2 separate regions of the Mus musculus genome follow, and region 2 is linked to region 1. Evidence: chromatin contacts called from public promoter capture Hi-C data. All regions are on one chromosome and are shown on one strand. Each heading gives the region's core, a stretch centred on a gene start, on an enhancer-like site or on the middle of the called end of the contact. The rest is flanking DNA. Distances are from core to core; before and after follow the strand shown. Region 1 overlaps Gtf2a1 (general transcription factor II A, 1). Region 2 overlaps Ston2 (stonin 2).

The links. Capture Hi-C pulls out chosen DNA fragments and counts their contacts.
Region 2: a contact with region 1 is called in a promoter capture Hi-C map of adipose tissue. The contact joins two enhancer-like sites. A contact is called at or near these places in 2 of 39 promoter capture datasets (the HPC-7 cell line and liver), 3 of 115 datasets of contacts at active chromatin or transcription factors (CD8 T cells, bone marrow-derived macrophages and embryonic stem cells) and 3 of 9 other capture datasets (adipose tissue, liver and pancreatic islet).

What each region holds. Positions count from the first base shown.
Region 1 is chr12:91,575,536-91,579,499 of GRCm38.p6, forward strand. Gtf2a1 (general transcription factor II A, 1) reads right to left here. Exons shown (of 9, transcript NM_031391.2): 3 at 49-256. Among named protein-coding and RNA genes, the nearest start is that of Gm25776, 3.9 kb to the left of the region's middle. Within about 2 kb of position 1,671, at least 4 of the 459 cell types and tissues checked have an H3K27ac peak or open chromatin away from gene starts, as enhancers often do. A contact at or near this core is called in adipose tissue, where this site is marked.
Region 2 is chr12:91,708,961-91,712,963 of GRCm38.p6, forward strand. All of the region lies in intron 4 of Ston2 (stonin 2), which reads right to left. Among named protein-coding and RNA genes, the nearest start is that of Gm16876, 29 kb to the left of the region's middle. Within about 2 kb of position 2,106, at least 52 of the 459 cell types and tissues checked have an H3K27ac peak or open chromatin away from gene starts, as enhancers often do. A contact at or near this core is called in adipose tissue, where this site is marked.

The DNA of each region.
Region 1 (3,964 bases), core at 421-2,920:
AGACAAGTGTAACTTGTAAGGCACAACAGGGACCTCCAGCCTTCTCACCTTGCTGGGATGCAGGAATGAGGACCTGCTGGGTCTGTGCTTGCTGAGGTACCGTTTGCTGAGGTTGCGCTTGCTGGTGCTGGTGGTGGTGGTGGTGATGCTGCTGCTGCTGGGGTTGATGCTGCTGCTGAACTTGCAACAAAAGCTGCTGTTCTTCTGAATGAAATCCATCTACTGCCCTAGACTGCATTAGTTTATTCTCCCACAACTAAGACGAAGAACAGTAAAGCTTCTCAGTGACTTAAAGAAAACTCTGGTCATATAGACAAAATATTAAGTTATTAGGTGTTTGTAAATTTCTTCCAGAAATAATACAATCACACACACACACACAAATATCACCCAAGTTTTATACAAGGAAAATAAACCTTGATCAAATCACATGTTTATTTTACTTAAATTTTTTTTTTTACATTCCAAGAAACTTTCTAGAGTAATTCTTCAGTTAGCAGGTATTATTTAACAGGGTTCCCAGAGTCAATCCCTGAATAATCACAGCTTATCTTTTTATTTCAAAATTATTAAACTGCTTTTATGGAACTTTGCTCAATACAAATTTTCTATCTCTTCAATAGGAGTCAAAAAGAGAAATATTCATCCATCTGTCCTCAGTGAGAATTTTGTGAAATACAGGCACTCTAAATTAAATAGGCCAGCTTCCTTTCCATTTGTCTAACCTTGTAAGTTAAAGAAAATGAGGCTGAAACGGTCATCCCGATGCTCTACACCTCTTGGAACGCCCGTTCTTCTAATGCGAAGACTGACAATCACTTTCTGCTTAGCCACTTCTATAAGCTGAACATATCTAACCTAAAAACTCAAACTCTGCGTGCGATATTCTACCTTTTTGACTCCTAAAAGGATCTCACCATGGGAAAATTCTACCTGGTGAAATTTTGTTTTATGCACAAAACCATTAAAATAGCGTGTCAATTAATTCCTAGCCATGTATAAAAGGTGTATGTGAAACATAAGAGAACTTCAAAGTCTGAAAACTATGTAAAAAGGTAACACTCCTGGGTGGTGAGACCTTTCGGATTAGGGCTGCCTATCTGTCTTTCTCACCTCAGCACAGGGTAAGCTCTATAATGGGAGAGGGGGGAGAGCCATCCAAAAGAGAGGAAAACATTTTCAACTATTTCACTCTTCCCATAACATATTTGCTTTCTCCTATGTTTAGTGTTTAATTTTGAGTTTCACTCCTATAAGAAATTATCCAAGAAAGTCAAAGTGTGCCTCTAAACTGCAAAGAAAGCAAGCATTCTGTTCTTAAGTCCAGGGTCTGCTCCTGAGAGATTGCTAACGCAGAGGTTTCTTCTGGATTCTTTCAGAGGCGCCTCTTGTTACACAGACTCAAAACAAAGCAAAAACCCCTCACCCTGCCCTCTCTGCGTGACCTATAGTTATGACTACCTGCTACAACAACTCCAGCGTCTTTTAGTAGTGGTCTGAAAAATGGAGTAAAAGTCAGGTTCAGAGTAGAAGTACTTCCCTACAAGCCCAATACTTCAATGCCTGAAATCTATACTTAAAAAAATACTAACCTCTGTTCATGGTTACCACAGTTTAAAGTCAGTGATCACTGAATGCCAGCTGTTATTACTAATCCAGTAGTAGCTTTAATTATGTAACAGCATTACATCAGAGGCTGGAAAACCAGTTAATACTGGGTTATCTACTAATGTGACTCAATCATGTAACATTCTTACACATTTTCCTCATCTAAAATTAAAGGAAAATTCATTTAGATTATTTTTAAACTTCCAGCCAATAATAGAGGCCTTTACAAACCCCACACTAAAAGCAACTTCCAAGAGCAACAAAGTGGTACTTCCTAAGAGCCCATATTTTATCTGGCTGATCTCTGCAAAGAGAGACAGAGACAAAGACAGAGACAGAGACAGAGGAAGGGAGGGAAAGAGGGAGGGAAAGAGGGAGGGAAAGAGAGAAAGAGGGAGGGAAAGAGAGGGGAGGGGGGACCAACTCCCACAAATCATTACCTAACCTCCACATGCACATGGTGGTACATACACATACATATGTATGTGCAACACACAGACAAAATACAATTTTTCTTTTAAAAAAATCAAAATATGAAGTAAAAGAACTGTCAGTGTTTAAGAAACTATTTTTTAAACCAGACATAATGGCACACACCCTCAATCCCAGCACTTGGGAAGCAGAGGCAGGTGGATTTCTATGAGTCCAGGGCCAGCCTGGTCTCCACATTTCCAGAGATACTGCCTCAAGAGGAGGAAGACGTTTACAGTGTAATTTTCTAACTGAGGAAGTGATGAAGCTTCAAGATCCAAACTAGCTCTGTTCTGTTCTTTTCTTTTTTTCTTTTTTTCTTTTTTTTTTTTTTTTTTTTGGTTTTTCAAGGCAGGGTTTCTCTGTGTAGTCCTGGCTGTCTTGGACTCACTCTGTAGACCAGGCTGGCCTCGAACTCAGAAATCTGCCTGCCTCTGCCTCCCGAGTGCTGGGATTAAAGGCATGCGCCACCACTGGCCGGCTCCAAACTAGTTCTTAAAGTACACTTTCTAACAGTGTTTAATTCCCAATCCATCATAGGTTTTTAAGTATATATATACATATGTATGTATGTATGTATGTATTTTGGTGGGGGTGGTGGTGGTGTGTGAATGCATATCGCATGCTTGTGGTTGCCCTCACTAACTAACTAGAAGAGGGTGCAGAATCCCCTGGCACTGGCACTACAGGCAGCTGTGAGCTGTGTGCCTGCTTCTAGGAACAGAGGTCTATGTTCTGTGTGCAGATGACGGAGCCATCTCTCTAGCCCTCTTCAACTGTCCTACAGTCAATGTTTTATTGTTTTACCATCAATTGGTTGTGGTCCCATCATTCCAATGATGCCTCTATGATAAACAGAAATACTGGCGACAATGTAATGTGCGGCTGAGTACATGTTCTACCCCTACTTCCTCCTGGCAAGGACCTAGCAATCAAAACTCATAACTGAGAAGTTTCACAGTGTATTTTAGTAGTAAGAGTGCTTGCCAAGTTAGCATGAAACGAGAATCACAAAAACAGGACCACAAGAAAAGAAAGAAAGGGCTGGTGAGATGGCTCAGTGGGTAAGAGCACCCGACTGCTCTTCCGAAGGTCCGAAGTTCAAATCCCAGCAACCACATGGTGGCTCACAACCATCCGTAACGAGATCTGACGCCCTCTTCTGGAGTGTCTGAAGACAGCTACAGTGTACTTACATATAATAAATAAATAAATCTAAAAAAAAAAAAGAAAAGAAAAGAAAAGAAAAGAAAGAAAAAGAAAGAAAGGAGGAGTGGGCAGCTACACAAGAGGAGGAGAGCTAATTCTGAGGTGGGGGTCCCAGACTTAGTCTATCAGCAGGAGCCACACGCCATTATGAATTGCTTGGGTTATTTTGTGTTGTTTGCAAAAGTAATTATAAGTTGTACTAAAGTCTAAATCAATGCTTTTGAAATAGAGGACATCAACCCTATTAGTAGGTCATAAAAAGTCAGTGTTGAGCCAGGTGTGGCTGTTCATGCCTTTAATCACAGGACTCAGGAGACAGAGACAGGCAGATCTGTGAGTTTGAGGCCAGCATGGTCTATAAAGTAAGTCCAGGACAGCCACAGCTCTGTTACACAGAGAAACCCTGTTTGGGAATGTCAATGCTGAATTTTTTTTTTATGAAGAATATCACATTGAAATGAAAATGTAACATAGGAAACAGTTTCTATGTTTTTACTTGGGTTATACAGTGTACATAAAAGCTTAATTAAGAACACTGTTTTCAGCACTGTTAATGGATCAACTTTCTAAAGTTTACAAATACATCTACTACTTAACTGTAATAATCTGTAGACTATTATAGACATTAATTATATTAATCTGCACATCTATAAAGTATATGATATATATGTATATA
Region 2 (4,003 bases), core at 856-3,355, 130 kb after region 1:
AGGGTATTTTCTTAACACCCATTAAAACACAAAGTGTACAACTAATGAACACATCTAGACTACAGAAACAGAAGTCAGGTTAAATTTGTGTTTTTTTCATGAATGAGAAAACATGTAATTTAATTAAAAAACTACTCTGTTAAAACTTTCTCTGTTAGGAGAAAAGTAATTCATTCAAAAGATTATAGTCAGCAGGTAGGAGAAATGGCTTGGCAGGTAAAAGTGCTTACTGCCAAACCTGATAATTCAATCCCTCCATGGCATAAGGAAAGGACCAGCTTACACACACACACACACACACACACACACACACACACACACACACGCCAAGAAGAAGGAGAAAAAACAGCAAACAAAAAACTTTACCAACTTCAGTCCACAACTCTTTATCTGACGCAAACACTTGTTTCTGAGAAAGAAAACCAAAAGGCCTACATGCTGGGGAGAGACCTTGTGCTCTGGCAGAACTCCACTGCAGCGAGCTAAATGCAGATGAACCATGGTCATCTGGTCTAAATTTGTTTCAAAGTCCGTGGCAGTTTACATACAAAGGAAGCAGAGCAAATGCACTTTTACACCTTCTGGGTCTAGAACTTAAAACAACAACCCCTCAAAAAAAAAAAAAAGAAAGTCGGAGAGGTTTAGCAGTGCCCCAGCTTCTAAAGTTAACTCATCCCAGCAAGTTCACCAAACATCTCTCCCCCAGTTCTGTTTTCTTCCAACACTTTAGTGAAGATATGTAATTTCGAGTAAAACTTGCTAATTCATGTGTTTCGGGTTGCCATACTTTGACATCTGACCAGACAGGAGGGATAACTCAACTGAACATATGTGTGTGTGTATAAGCACACATGCATGTACACATATGTTTCAGAACTTTTCCAAGTCTGTAATGCACAAGCACATTGTGGCTCTGCAGCAGAGCTGGCACGGCAAGCCATAACCAAGTGCTCCCAGCGTCCTGCCTTATCTAAAGTTGCTCCATGGAACACAGGCTGGGAAATGCTGGACTCTAAATGTGAGTGACATACAGGCATCTGGGACGGTGATAACTCTTGCCTCCGTTAACAGCCATTTGAGTCTGACACTCCTCAGTTTGTCCAGAGTTGTGCATTCTGATCTCTAAAATTTACACTAAAATTTACACTTTTCCTGTAAGCAGACACCAGAGTCCTACCACTTAAAGCAGCTTGTAAAGACTACAGATGCTTATGTGTGCTTTCTTCCTTGCTTAGAACAGAGATCAAAGGAGGGGGCTTGCTCCCGTTCCCCCCCATCCTCTGGCTGGGTACAAACTTGTGTAAAGGCAGTAGCATTCTCGGCCTGATGAAGGTGACAGGTGCCTTTCTTATCTAGGCAAAGGAGACCTTGGGGACAGGGATGACAGAGAACAGGGTTTTTTTTTTTTTTCCCCCATTTTTTATTAGGTATTTAGCTCATTTACATTTCCAATGCTATACCAAAAGTCCCCCATACCCACCCACTCCCACTCCCCTACCCACCCACTCCCCCTTTTTGGCCCTGGTGTTCCCCTGTACTGGGGCATATAAAGTTTGCAAGTCCAATGGGCCTCTCTTTGCAGTGATGGCCGACTAGGCCATCTTTTGATACACATGCAGCTAGAGTCAAGAGCTCCGGGGTACTGGTTAGTTCATAATGTTGTTCCTCCGATAGGGTTACAGTTCCCTTTAGTTCCTTGGGTGTTTTCTCTAGTTCCTCCATTGGGGGCCCTGTGGTCCATTCAATAGCTGACTGTGAACAGGGTGTTTTTGAGGTTGTGCTTATTCCTAATTCTCCTGTCATTTGCCCCGGGATGGGGATCTCCAGAGAGAACATCACCTCTACTCTCTGGCACTCCATCCCTCCATCCCCCATAGGCAGCCAACTCCAGGGGATTTGTTTGTGTTGCTCCTGTAGTTATCCCTGTGGTTGGTGAGAAACTGAGGAGAAAGTGTGGGCTGATCACAGAATCCTTCCCTCCACAATTACATCGCAAATCACTCTGTCTTGTGTGGTTGCCAAATCCCTGCAGAACTCCTACACAGACGACAGGGAGGGGACTGTGACTCAGGTCCCTGCAGTCTACTATCAGGCAGGCTGTGCCCAAGTGCCAAGATCCATCCTTACCCAAAGGGACACAGCCAGAGCACCAGTCCTGGCTGCATCCTCATGCTCTGCTCAGCCAGGGAGACTGCAGGGGCTTGCCTAGGAAGCCAGCTGTTGCCTCCTGCCGTGCTTTCACTGAATTCTCTCCACATAAGCCCCTCCTTGGGTACCATCTGGTCCCTCCTAGGACCCTGACAAAGCAACTGGGAAGGAGATTTTTTGTGACTGTGAACTATAACAATGATGCTGAGAAAAGGAAGATGTTAGCAACCTCTGGGTTCGATCCTCACTGCAAAAATAATAGTAACTGATAAGTTAATGTTGGGATTCAGACCCAGGGCAAGCAGCTGAGGCACATATTTAACAAGCAAAAATGGACCAGGCCTCCAGGTTCTCCCAGCATCCCTCAGTCTCTACCTGGCATACCCTACCCTCTACCCTGAACTTTCCAGCCCAGGGACTGAGATTTCCCCTGGCCCAAAGACTTTTTCCTAAATAATCCAGACACTTTGGTCTCTCTTCTCTTTTTCTCTCTTCTCGCCCTCTATCTGTGCATGTACTTTCTGTCTTTCTCTTTCCCTCCCCTATGTCTCCTTCCCTGGCTTGGGACTAGTGAACTCCCTTGAGAGTGGCTTCCCAACAGACAGACAGACAGACAGACATGCATATCCTCTAATCTGGCTTGAATTGGCTCATTTCGCTGGTGGGGAAATAACCTATCAGTAATAATAAGAATTACTAATAGCACCACACCCAGCTCAGGCTACAACTCTGATTTTAACCACTTGAACTGATGAGAATTAGCATCAGCAACTTCCCCACACGAGAACCAAGCGCCCTTCCTGTTTTCTTCGGTAAACAGCCCAATGTGTTCTTCCCCAGGGCCATGAGACCTCTTTGGCAGGGCAAGAAGTTTATCCCTGGTGTCACATCTTCCAAGTCAGGCATCATGTAACTTGTTCTACACAAACTGTCACATGTGGAAAGGTACAGACTATTATTTCTGTTTTTCAGATGATAAAATTGAGTCATAAAGATAGTAAGGGCCTTGGGTTGGTGGAGCTTAGGATCAGAACACTTGCAGAGCATGCGCGTGGCCGTCCATTTGATCTCTAGTGACACAAACACACACTTTCTCTCCTTTTCCCCTCCCCCAGCCTCCATTATTTGAATATTTAAAAAAAGTCCCCAGAGCCCCTTGTCATTATTCCCTTGGTCCCCAGCAGGAGATGCTTGGGGACTATAGATGGTCACTGGAGAAACTGAGTCACTGGGGGAGGTCTTGAAATTTACCAGGCCCTGCTTCCTGCCTGTCTGCTTCCTGTTCCACTAAGATGTGAGTCAGTGAGGAGTCCCGCCACAGCCACATGCTCTGAACACCTCGAGGCCCCTGCTCCCGTGCTTGCCTCCTGGGATGGGCTGCATTCTCTCAAACCACAGCATTAGCTAAGCTCGCCATCCTTGAGTTGTTCTTGTCAGGTATTTGGTCCCAGTAATGTGAAAAATAAGAGCACATGCATATACACGTGTCTATGTGCATATAAATCTTCAAGTATATAGTATAAGGACTGCTGACGGGCATGTGGCTGGTATGGCAGACCCTGGATTTGAACATCTGTCTGTGGGATCGAAGCATCCATTCAGTACAGGGAGTGTGTGCCCCGTCCCTGTGAAGACTTGGGAAGGAATCAGAGGGCTGGCTCTGAGTGGTGAAGAGGAAGCCCAGCCTCTCTCCCTAAGAGCTCCAGCTGCTGCAGCTGCCTCCTGCTCAGGAGATTCCCTTACTGTGAAAATGGGAGTTGTGGGCATTTAATGGCCACATAAGTCAAAGACAAAAGGAAACCAAGGGAGTGTTGATGCACACAAAATGCCCTTAAGAACTGTGGCTGGCAAAGAT